Linked DNA regions of Gossypium hirsutum: regions 1 and 3 are each linked to region 2. Evidence: chromatin contacts called from public Hi-C data. All regions are on one chromosome and are shown on one strand. The core of a region is the stretch at or near the end of the contact, and the rest is flanking DNA. Distances in the headings are between cores, read along the strand shown. Region 1 holds the start of LOC107937700 (UPF0481 protein At3g47200). Region 2 holds the start of LOC107937726 (50S ribosomal protein L3, chloroplastic). Region 3 holds the start of LOC107937652 (UPF0481 protein At3g47200).

Region 1 (4,401 bases), core at 488-2,987, 150 kb after region 2:
TCGGTTGAAAGCTCGTCAGAGACCTATCCCACTATCCAGCAACCATTTCGTTAGTTTTTAAGTATTTTGGCCAAGGTTAGTAATGGCATGTATAGGACCTTTTGTAATGGCAGTTCATGAATATGTAAATGGTTGATTTAGTATGTTCATGCTTGTAAAGTTTATGTTTGGATTTGATGAACTTTTTATGCTCGTTCAAGTTAGGTCATTTTGGCCATTCTTAAGTAGTTGTATATAAGGCTCTTTTGGTATGTTTGTGATGGCTTGGAAATGATCATTTGTGATATGATTTGGTAAATAATTGAACTAGGTTATATGCTAGAAAAGTAGCTATGTTGTTTTGGTTTGATCCATGATGTTTTGATACAATTGTGGTGCCTTTGAATGGCATATTGGTTAGGTGAATTATGATGTTTGAAATGGCATGTTTAAGTGTGTTTGAATGATGTTTAAATCCCTTGAATGTGTACACAAATGGGATGATTGGTTATATGTATTTTGGCCTTGAATTGGCTTGTTTTAGGGTCAAATTATGGATCACATGGCTTGGGACACGGGCTGTCACACAGCCGTGTGATATACACGGCATAGCTACACGACCATGTGTCATGTGTAAATTTCTAGTGTTTTAATTCAGTGAGTTACACGGCCTAGCACACGGCCGTATGTTGCAACTCAGAAAGTTACACGGCCTAGCACACAGCCCGCGACACAGCCATGTGACCCTACTTAGTTAGTTACACGGGTAAATACACGGGCTAGGACACGGCTATGTGTTCCCTTGTATGATTGCTACATAGCCTAGGCTATGTCACACGGCCGTGTGACCCCTGTTTTCTAATTTTTCTAAAATTTTCCCAAATCTTCTATTTTGTTTCAAATTAGTCTTAAATTGCTTCTAAGTTATTTTTAAGGCCTTGAAGGCTCGATTTAGGGACCAAATGTATATGTTTACTATGATTTTGATTCAGATTAATTTTTTAAATGTTATGATGATAAATGTTTTTCGATGGATGGATAATGCTCCATAACCCTAATCCGAAGACAGTGACGGGTTAAGGGTGTTATATTAATTATGGATCTTAAATAATAAAAGCTATGTTGCTTTATTATTAACAAAAAAATTATGATTATTCAAGTAATTTATAAAAAATGATATTGTTATTAAGAATGTATCTATTCAAATAAGTATCTATTGAATAATTATGTTTCTACGAAGAGACATGAGAACTTACATAGATAGGAGAGGAATTTTATTTACATATATACTAAGAAATACCAAACCAAACCAAACCAAAAATTCAAAAACAAAGGTTTCCCTAATCTTCTCCATCAAAGATTTTCCTATAAAGAATTATTACAAAAATTATTTATAGAAATCTATACTTTTACTATGTTCCGCATTATCATAAATAGGAGAGGGAGTGGATCGACATCTTCGACAGTAAATCAAATGGAAGCTAGTTTCGGCTTTTGCTGATATTACAACGCTGCTTCATGGAATAAAATTCACAAAATCGGCACAAGGAGATAGAGAAATTCAAAGAGAAGCAAAGGAGTTGGCAACTAAAGCCCTAATGTGGATTTATCCTTTAGTTTGTTTGTATTTTCTTACGTCCTTTTCTAATTAATTTCCTGTCGTCTATTTGGGAGACCTAAAAGAAAAAGGCAGTTGATAGAAGACAAAGAAAGCTGTGAAACACATTTATGGTACCCTACCGGCCCCCGACTCCACCCGTGGCTAGACAAAGAAAGCTGTGAAACACATTAACCCTTTAATATATTAAATATAGGAGACATTAACAGCTAACTAAATACATTGTAAGATTCAATTTATAAACACCCACCAATGCCACCTTTTCTAATATTTTTGTTGATGTTTAGTTGGATCAGATTCAACCAACCTGATCCAAATTTGCATCTATATAAGTGCCCTTAGCCACTCTGATCGACTTCAAAGATTCAAATATTATCTAGTAACTAGTTCTTCAACGTTTCCCTTCCATTTCTCTCCGTTTCCAAATCCAGGCTTCCCCAGCCAATTCTAGTATTGGAAGCCAAAGGTTATCGAATTCCCTGTAAGTTTTAAGTCAGTAAAATACCAGTACTGATCTGGTCGGTACATACTGATTTCAAAGCACTGTAATGTTGCATGCCACATAACGATACTAAAATCATTTTTCATTCAATATATAAATAAAGTTTATTGCTAACTTGATATGTATGCTTGATACATGAAAAAGTAGGTGCAAGAAATGGCTCCAAGGAAGGGACAATTAGGCTCAATTAACGCCCCATCATTTGAGACAAAGAAAGATGAAGCATCCAATGATTCGGAAGTTGAGGATTTGGAGCGGGGGCCGGACCAAGGGTTTATCTACGAGGTCCCTAGGAACATTCGTCAAGCAAATCCAAAAGCTTACACTCCTCTACTAATTTCAATTGGCCCTCTTCATTATCGGAAAACAAGTTTGGCTAGCATGGCCAAGTATAAAGTGGATTATCAAGTTAAATTTCTTCAAAGGACTTCCGTTTCCAAGAAGGCATTGGAAAGTTTTTGGAGCTTCATTGAACGCAACGATAAAAGTATTCTCAACTGTTACGAGGCTTTAATCGATGAAGACGAGTTCGTAAAGATGATATTTTATGATGCACTGTTTATCATGGAGCTCTTCTTGAGGAACTATGAGAAGGAGGTGGAAAAAAATTCGGACATCAAAGACTTGTTGTTGAAAGAAACATGGTCCGCTGGTCTACGGAGGGATTCGATCTTACTTGAAAACCAGATCCCAATGTTCGTGCTTGAAGAACTGTATAAACCATATGAAAACCACAAACTAGCATCAGATGCCTCTGTTCCTTCTTTCCTTAAACTAGCTTGCTCCTACTTTGACATTCCATGGGACCCGCAGTTCGAGCATATAGAAATCCCACACTTCACCGCTTTGCAAAGATGCCATATGACCAAAACACAAAATCCATCATCAAAGACCAAGATCCCAACGTTGAAAAAAGTGTATGGTGCCACAAGTTTGCATGAAGTTGGTGTTGAGCTTATAGTTGAACCTAATCAAACTGCATGTTTGCTTGATGTTAAATTTGACGGTAAAAAGCTTAAAATCCCCAAATTGACCGTGCACTCCAACACTGAAGCTTACCTTCGGAACGTCATGGCGTTCGAGATGTGCCATTGTCCAGATGAAGCCTACGTTTGTGCTTACATAGAACTAATGAATTATCTTATTCCAACTGCCCAAGATGTAGAACAGTTAATAGAAGAAGGGATTTTAAGCAAGGAAGGCAAAAACGAAGGAAGACTGGTTACCATAATAAACACAAATATAGCGGTGCAACGTATGATTAAGAAATTTATGCAGGGAATTGGGGAGCCACCTGCTTGCTACCGGGAAACCGCGAACCGATTGAACCAGCTTTATAAAGAGGGTCGGAAGCGCAAAGTGACATTATTCATCAAGGAAAATTATGGAATTCTGAAGCGTGTTTACTTCCCCAATCTTTGGAGAGGAACAGGGACTGTTGCTGCTTTTATGGTGGTCGTCCTCACCTGCATACAAACCGTGTTTGCTTTTGTGAATTAATTTTTAGTATTATCGTGCTGGTGTGTTTTCAATAAAATACGAATTCCTATGCATTTGTATGTAATGAAAGTAGTGATTGAAGTTTTCATGGTTTTGCTTTTAGTTTGGCATTTGGCTACGGTCAAATATTTTAGTGTATATTAAGTTTAATTATCATGCCAAAGTTGACATTATATGCCCAATCACCTAATTTTTCTGGGTATGTAATCTTCAGTACCTGCTTGCACAAACCACACCATCTGCTTAACTTATCGTTGCTCCGTCACTCAACCCAACTCCTGACCTCTTCATCTGCACCCATCTATCTATATATCTAGTAAAGAAGGTTGAGGTTAAAGATGATCAATTGAACAACTTAAGGGAGGAACAGGTTGTGGATGGTAGAGATTTAGTGAATAAAGGAGAAGGAAAAGAAAGAAGGGAGAAAGGGAAAAGAAAGAAAATCTCGCATGTCATTTAAGAAAGTAAGTAATTAATATTCAGAAAAAAGAAGAAGGAACAATTCTTCTTAAATACTTGGCATACTTTGTATGTTAGCTACCTTAGTTTTGGCATAATTTTTACTAAGACATAGCACTTAAAATAACAAGTGAGCAGAAGTATCCATGTTCATTAGTAGGTATAAGCAAACTCAAAACATATCAATTCATCACTTTCACATAACTTGTCTCAATGTCATATTATTCTATCATTATCTATAATAACATAACAACTTCACATAGTTCATTTTTAATGTCATATTCCATTACCGATCTATAAGATTATACTAATTCCATACAACTCCTTTCAATGTTATATCAAA
Region 2 (4,313 bases), core at 10-2,509:
TCTTTTAAAATTATGGCGCTTTATTCCACCTGTGCAAAAATTATGCCAAATATTACATTCCACCAATTGGGGAATTTGAATTGCCAAAACAACGAGACCCACATTATGGCAAAGGAAGCTAAAACCTTTGAAGAAACCCTTGGCATTTCATATCAATGTGCTAAAAACAATGTAATATGAGCCAAAGGATATACTTGGATACTAACCAAAATATACAAGGAGATTGAATAATAATAATATATATATGTGTATGGATGGATGTAACATCAATAAAAGAGAAAAAGATCACCCATTTCTGAACTTTGCAATTTGACAAAATTGAAGCCTAACAACACCAGCATTGATGAAGCTATGGTTCACACAATTGATTCACTTGAAACACAAGGATTTTAATTTGGAATATCAAACTTTTGTTCATCAACAACTCCACTAGAAACATAATATAAAACCATCATAACCTTCAAAATGCAATAAATAAATATAAAATCAAACCTTGAAATCCTTTCCCTATGGTAGTCCCAGAGACATCAACAAGATCACCTTCCTTAAAAATCTCTTCAACAGCCAATTTCTGACCAGTCTCAAACTCCCCCACACTTTGCAACCTAAATTCTTGCAAATGCCTCATAGGAATAACAGCAGCTTTCCCCAAATGACCCAACTCAGGCTTTGTCAACTTCTTATCCCTAACTCTCCGATACCCAACTTGAACAGCATCATAGCCATCAGTAGCCGATGTCTTAACTTGGGTCACTATATTTCCTTCTCTAAAACCAACTACAGTCACTGGAACAACTGTGCCATCAGTTTCAAAGAAACTCATCATTCCAAGCTTTGTGCCCATTACTCCAATGCCTGCTTCCATGCTCATTGAGACTATATGCGAAAAAGGCCTCTTCTCGGTAGTTTTGAAGGCAAAAGAAAACTGGGTTTTTGTGGGTTTTGAGAGAAAAGAAGATTTGAGGGAGAAAGGAGGAGACTTTTGGCAGCAATAGCCTAAAGAATGGAGAGATAAGGTAGCAATTGGCATAGTTTTTCTGGGTTTGATTCAGAATAAAGATTAGGAAGATGAAATTTTGAGCCAAAACAGAACACAGAAAAATTTTGAAGCTTTTATCCTTAGAGCCCTTGCTCTTTCTTATCTAGTTGCAGATGAGACGTGGGAAGCAATCTCCTGCTGTTGGATGCATAGAATGGTTTTTTGGACCATTGGAATACCTAATTCCTCATCCAATTTTTAAGTTGCTTTTATTTTATCACTTTAACAATAAATTCTTATAATTTTATTATTTAATTTTTAAAATATTTTTATTTTAATCATTCAAATATTAAATCTTTATCAATTAAAGAATTGAATTATTTGTTACTCCAATAAACAGACTCAAATCAAAAGCCCTTATATTAGTAAGATGAGATTTATCAAGGTTTATGCGTAGGCATGGTACATACAGTATATCTTTGAGCACCCTACACTGTTCAAGATTTGCTCTAAACAAAATTTGTTTTCAACGAAATATAAATGAGACTGACATGCTCTATCAACTAATTTTTATCCCTTGGAGAATTCCTCAATTTTCCGCCTTCTTCATATCTAAATATAAAAGATTTGAGATAAATAGAGTTTTTCTTTTTCCATAAGTTTAGAAATTATAACTTTTTTTTAATTTTTTAATAATGTCAAAACAACAATGATAGGACAACCACGAATCTAAAATATAAACAATAAAACAAATTTAAAAAATACTAAAAATAACAGAACAATGTGATGGTCTTGTGTCCATTGGTGGGCTCAGTTTATATCATTTTTCACCTCAATAATTAAAACTAAAACAATTAAATAACATATTTATATATGTAAAAATCAATAAATTTAAGGGTAAACTACACCGTTAGTCACTCTAAATAAGAGTCGCTCCTATTTTTTTGTTAAGTTGGTCACCCAAAAAAAATATTGATCAAATTGCCCACTTTTGCAGGCACAACAAATAAGGATGTGACTCAGACTGTGCTAACAACTCTTGTTTCCTACCCAGAGTCTAAAACCTTTGTTCCTATGACTCCTAAGGAGTTAGGGGGAGATGTATCCTTTTCTGCCTTTGAGACTTCAACTGTTGCATCATCCCAATAGAATCAACAAGTTGCTACTGAGATTGACGTGCTACTAAACAACCCATTGCGCTCGAGCACACGCCTATTCCCAAGCATAAAATTGAACCCTAGTTGTTGCTATAACTAGCCAAGGTAATCTTGTTTCTACAATTTATAGTTCATTAGTTAATGTTGTTGTTACAATTGCAGGACCATCTTCCTCAAAAAGTCCAATTGATACATTTGCCTTCACCACCAATATTCAAGAACTTGTGGTGGAACCTATGAAGGTTGCAAAAGATAATAAGTAAGACCATATTGTCTCTACTACTACTAAAAATAAGGCTAAGTTTGGAGCCTCAAACTCTAAGATTGAAGTGACCGAGGAAGTGCCCACTTCCACTAGCCCATCGTTGGTAACCATAAGGAGAATCCACTTTGTAATGGAAAATGGGTTTGACGACATAGAGGCTGTCAAGAAAAAACAAGGCAAGGCTCCAATTGTTGAAAAAGCTAACAAGAAACAAAAGATTGTTGTAGAAAGTTCTAATGATCCGATGAATCAAAGACAATAACTAAGTCAAGCTTTAATGAGGATGCACCTTTGAAGAGTGTCACTACTAGAAAAGCTAGGACCAAGCATCCCAATGCTCCTTTCTTTGCACAATAGAGAAATAAAAAGATGAAGCAAGTTGGGGTTCTAGAGTTGCTTGTTGGCGCTACTAATGTTGCCAAAGGAGAAGAAAAAGAAAGATTGATTGAAAAGAGGAATCAAGTATTCCTAACCTTTGCCTATTCTAAGAGGTGCTTTTATTTTCTCAAGAAAAGTTTCATAGAAGAGCAAAACTGTAACATCCGCATTATGCCTCAGAGCTAGGTATAGTGCTATGTCGGATTAGGAATATTAGAAAATTTTAGAAACAGATTAAATAGGAAATTTTGAGTGTGAGTATAAGAACTAGTTAGAGCCTATAGGAAATTAGAAAATTTTTTTAGATCAGGAAACTTAATTTGAGATGTTAACTAAATTGTAGAAGAATAGAAAGTGTTGTGGTAAAAGTAGAAAGTTAAAAATTAGAAAAGAAATACATGGAATTGGTGAGAAAAGATGAAGGACTAGAAGTGAAATTTGACCATAAGAAAACATGAATCATGCATGGTATTATAGAAAAGATAAAGGATAAAATAGTATTTAATTAAATTAGATAAATATGGAAAAAAACTTAATTATTAAGGATGGAATTGTGTTAAATTGCCATTGGTGGACCAATTTGCAAAACTATTATTTTAATGATTAATATAGAGACATTTTCATGGAACTATGTAGAAAAGGGTAGAAAAGATGAAAAAATTTCATCCTCTATAAGAAGAAAAAAAATGTCACCCGCTAAAGCCATAAACAAACTTTTAATTTTATTCCAAATAGGTCCTTCCACCATTTCTTAGCCTGCCTAAGCTCAATTCCTTCAATTTCTTTAATGTTTTCTTAGCAAATACAACAAAGAAGACAAATAATCATCTTAATTTCATGAGAAAAGACTCCATAGATGTGTTGAAGGAGAGAGAAAATAGGAATTAGATTTTGATTTCAAGTGATTAAGGTAAGAGATGATGAAATTTTTATGAAATACATGTTTATTTTAATAAGATAGTATAGAAATGTTATTTTATTATGGTTTTAACATGTAAATATTATATGTTTTCATATGGAATTGAAAAAAAAAAAGAGAAGAAAGGTGAGACTCAAATTAAAGACAAATGAAAAGAGGTGGTCAAAGAGTAAAAAGAAGGAGAACTCAACATCCAAGCCTTGGTTGTAAGTACTTCAAGAATTTTTTCTTGTTTGGCTTAAAATTTAATCATAAATTATGTTAACTAAATAATTTAATTATTAGTATTATTTTGATATGTATAGTAATCCTTAATGAAAATTCATGTAAAAGATTTAATTTCCAGTTTATATTATGAATATATAATGTTATATGTTGACAATTGAAAAAGGTCATAAGTAGAAAAATGATAAAGTGGTGATGTTATGTGAATTAATTATGAAGTTAATTTACAAATCAAGTTGTATTGTGAATAAAAGGACCAAATTGTGAGAACTGAAAAGTCATAGTATATGACTTGATTGAATAAATGTTATGGTTCGATAAAAATGAAGCTTATGTAGATGAGATTTGAACTATTAGGATATAGATGGCAAGCCATAAAGGAAGTTTAAC
Region 3 (4,084 bases), core at 1,488-3,987, 240 kb after region 2:
TAATAAATTCCTTTAAATACCCATCAACATCTCAATTTCATCATATAATAACTAAAGTCATATGAACTTATCAATGGTATCTTCCAGAACTTTCAACACAATAAAAAACTAATGAAATAGTAAGTTGGGCCTAGTTGTAAAAGTCCAAAAACATAAAAATTTTAAGGAAAAAGCAAGAATTCAACTACATGAAACTAAAATATGAAAAACCAACTTAAACCCTCTTCAATGGTTATTTTTGAGCTGAAATGATGATGAATTTGTCTAGAATTTTCAATTTCCCATTTATTTATCTTTAATTTGGAAAATTTTACAATTTTGCCCTTATTTCACATAAAATCCTTGATTTTTTTCATGCTATGCCGCCTCAGCCATTCATGTGGGTCTATTTACCCTTTTAGTCCTCCTTTATTTACTATTTAGACCATTTAATCACTTTAGCAAATTTTGCACCTTTTTCAATTTAGTCCTTAATTAATTGACTACCAAAACGTTAAAAATTCCTAAAGAAACTTTAATGCTACTTATTTACACTCCGTAAATATTTATAAAAATATTTACGGCTCGGTTTATAACACCGAGATCTCGATACCTCTTTTTCTAAATTAATTAATCTAATAAATCCTTATAACCACAAACTTACTAATTCAAAAATCTTTTAAAAACCTCATTTGGTTCGTAAATATTAAATAATAAAATTTATGAGCTCATTTGGCAAATTTGGTGGTCTCAAACCACTTTTCCAACATCACTGAAAACCGGGCTAGTACACTTACTTACTATATGATTGAATATATTTGTATCATAGATAGGCATACTAACTTGTGAGTTGATGATGCTTGTATAGGCTTATGCTAAGCTTATGGTCTCGATTATGATATTGTGCTTATTCTATGAATTATGCTGATGAAATGGTAAGTTTTGTTTGAGTTTATATAAGCTTACTAAGCACTAGTTGCTTACGTAGTTACTTTCCTTTGTTTTATAGATAATCGAAAGCTCGATCGGTTGGAAGCTCGTCGGAGAACTATCACACTATCCAGCAACCATTTCTGTAGTTTTTGAGTATTTTGGCCAAGGTTACTAATGGCATGTATATCACCTTTTGTAATGGCAGTTCATGAATATGTAAATGGTTGATTTAGTATGTTCATGCTTGTAAAGTTTATGTTTGGATTTGATGAACTTTTTATGCTTGTTCAAGTTAGGTCATTTTAGCCATTCTTAAGTAGTTGTATATAATGCTCTTTTGGTATGTTTATGATGGCTTGGAAATGATCATTTGTGATATGATTTGGTAGATAATTGAACTAGGTTATATGCTAGAAAAGTAGCCATGTTATTTTGGTTTGATCCATGATGTTTTGATACAACTGTGGTGCCTTTGAATGACATATTGGTTAGATGAATTAGGATGTTTGAAATGGCATGTCTAGGTTTGTTTGAATGATTTTTAAATCCCTTGAATGTGTGCACAAATAGGATAATTGGTTACATGTATTTTAGCCTTGAATTGGCTTATTTTAGGGTCAAATTATGGATCACACAGCTTGGGACACGGGCTGTCACATGGCCGTGAGATATGCACGGCCTAGCTACACGGCTTTGTGTAATATGTAAATTTCTAGTGTTTTAAGTTAGTGAGTTACATGGCCGTATGTTGCAATTCAGAGAGTTACACGGCTTGGTACATAGCCTGCGACACAACCATATGACCCTACTTAGTGAGTTACACGGGAAAAGACACAGGCTAGGACAAGGTCGTATGTCCCCTTGTTCAATTGTTACACAGCTTGGGCAATGTCACACGGCTGGGTGACCCCTATTTTTCAATTTTTCCAAATTTTTCCCAATCTTCTATTTTGTTTCAAATTAGTCCTGAATTGCTTCTAAGTTATTTTTAAGGCCTTGAAGGCTTCATTTAGGGACCAAATATATATGTTTACTCTGATTTTGATTGAGATTAATTTTTTAAATGTTATGATGATAAATTTTTTCTGATGGATCGATAATGGTCCATAACCCTAATCCGACGACAGTGACGGGTTAAGGGTGTTATATTAATTATGGATCTTAATTAATAAAAGCTATTTTGCTTTTTTATTAACAAAAAAATTATGATTATTCAAGTAATATGTAAAAAATGATCTTGTTCATTCTTAATAGATGTAACTATCCAAATAGATATCTATTGGATAGTTATGTCTCTACGAAGAGACGTGAGCACTTAAATAAATAGGAGATGAATTTTATTTACATATATACTAAAAATTCCAAACCAAACCAAAAATTCAGAAACAAAAGTTTCTCTAATCTTCTCCATCAAAGATTTTCCTATAAAGAATTATTACAAAAATTATTTATAGAAATTGATACTCTTACCATGTTTCACATAATCATAAATAGGAGATCGAGTAAATCTTCTCCATCAACATCTTCGACAGTAAATCAAATGGAAGCTAGCTTCGGCTCTTGCTGATATTACAACACTGCTTCATGGAATAAAATTCACAAAATCGGCACAAAGGAGATCGAGAAATTCAAAGAGAAGCGAAGGAGTTGGCAATTAAAGCCCTAATGTGGATTTATCCTTTAGTTTGTTTGTATTTTCTTACGTCCTTTTCTTATTAATTTCCTGTCGTCTATTTGGGAGACCTAAAAGAAAAAGACAGTTGATAGAAGACAAACGAAGCTGTGAAACACATTAAATATAGGAGACATGAACAGATAACTAAATACATTTTAAGATTCAATTTATAAACACTCACCAATGCCACCTTTCTAATATTTTTGTTGATGTTTATGTGGATCAGATTCAACCAACCTGATCCAAATTTGCATCTGTATAAATGCCTTTAGCCACTCTGATCGACTTCAAGGATTCACTTATTATCTAGTAACTAGTTCTTCAACGTTTCCCTTCCATTTCTCTCCGTTTTCAAATCCCGGCTTCAGCAACCAATTCTAGTATTGGAAGCCAAAGGTTATCGGATTCCCTGTAAGTTTTAAGTCTCTATGTGTATGATCTACAGTAGTCAGTAACATACAAGTACTGGTCTGGTCGGTACATACTGATTTCAAAGCACTGTAATGTTGTATGCCACATAACGATACAAAAATCATTTTTCATTCAATATATATATAAATTTTATTGATAACTTGATATGCATGCTTGATACATGAAAAAGTAGTTGCAGGAAATGGCTCCAAAGAAGGGACAATTAGGCAAAATTAACGCCCCATCATTTGAGACAAAGAAAGATGAAGCATCCAATGATTCGGAAGTTGAGGATTTGGAGCGGGGGCCGGACCAAGGGTTTATCTACGAGGTCCCTAGGAACATTCGTCAAGCAAATCCAAAAGCTTACACGCCTCTATCAATTTCAATTGGCCCTCTTCATTATCGGAAAACAAATTTGGCTAGCATGGCCAAGTATAAAGTGGGTTATCAAGTTAAATTTCTTCAAAGGAATTCCGGTTCCAAAGAGCCATTGGAAAGTTTTTGGAGCTTCATTGAACGCAACGAGAAAAAGATTCTCAACTATTACGAGGCTTTAATCGATGAAGACGAGTTTGTAAAGATGATATTTTATGATGCACTGTTTATCGTGGAGCTCTTCTTGAGGAACTACGAGAAGGAAGTGAAAAATTCGGACGTAAAAGACTTCTTGTTGAAAGAAACATGGTCCGCTGGTCTACGGAGGGATTTGATCTTACTTGAAAACCAGATCCCAATGTTCGTGCTTGAAGAACTGTATAAACCATATGAAAACCACAAACTAGCATCAGATGCCTCTGTTCCTTCTTTCCTTAAACTAACTTGCTCCTACTTTGACATTCCATGGGACCCGCAGTTCGAGCATATAGAAATCCCACACTTCACCGCTTTGCAAAGATGCCATATGACCAAAACACAAAATCCATCATCCGAGACCAAGATCCCAACGTTAAAAAAAGTGTATGGTGCCACAAGTTTGCAAGAAGTTGGTGTTGAACTTATAGTTGAACCTAATCAAACTGCATGTTTGCTTGATATTAAATTTGAAGGCAAAAAGCTTAAAATCCCCAAATTGACAGTGCACTC

The links. A called contact is a pair of places that touch in the nucleus more often than the background predicts.
Region 1: a contact with region 2 is called in a Hi-C map of leaf, with 2.1 times the contacts expected there. The contact joins the promoter of LOC107937700 here to the promoter of LOC107937726 in region 2. A contact is called at or near these places in 3 of 34 Hi-C or Micro-C datasets (leaf and seedling).
Region 3: a contact with region 2 is called in a Hi-C map of leaf, with 2.0 times the contacts expected there. The contact joins the promoter of LOC107937652 here to the promoter of LOC107937726 in region 2. A contact is called at or near these places in 2 of 34 Hi-C or Micro-C datasets (both in leaf).

Annotation. Positions count from the first base shown.
Region 1 is chrD13:55,301,257-55,305,657 of Gossypium_hirsutum_v2.1, forward strand. LOC107937700 (UPF0481 protein At3g47200) reads left to right here and starts at 1,738. Exons shown (of 2, transcript XM_016870653.2): 1 at 1,738-2,078; 2 at 2,247-3,701. The coding sequence starts at 2,256. The coding sequence ends at 3,599.
Region 2 is chrD13:55,152,056-55,156,368 of Gossypium_hirsutum_v2.1, forward strand. It overlaps LOC107937726 (50S ribosomal protein L3, chloroplastic), which reads right to left and starts at 1,260. Exons shown (of 2, transcript XM_016870686.2): 1 at 493-1,260; 2 at 1-29. The coding sequence starts at 1,030.
Region 3 is chrD13:55,394,602-55,398,685 of Gossypium_hirsutum_v2.1, forward strand. It overlaps LOC107937652 (UPF0481 protein At3g47200), which reads left to right and starts at 2,738. Exons shown (of 2, transcript XM_016870593.2): 1 at 2,738-2,998; 2 at 3,198-4,084. The coding sequence starts at 3,201.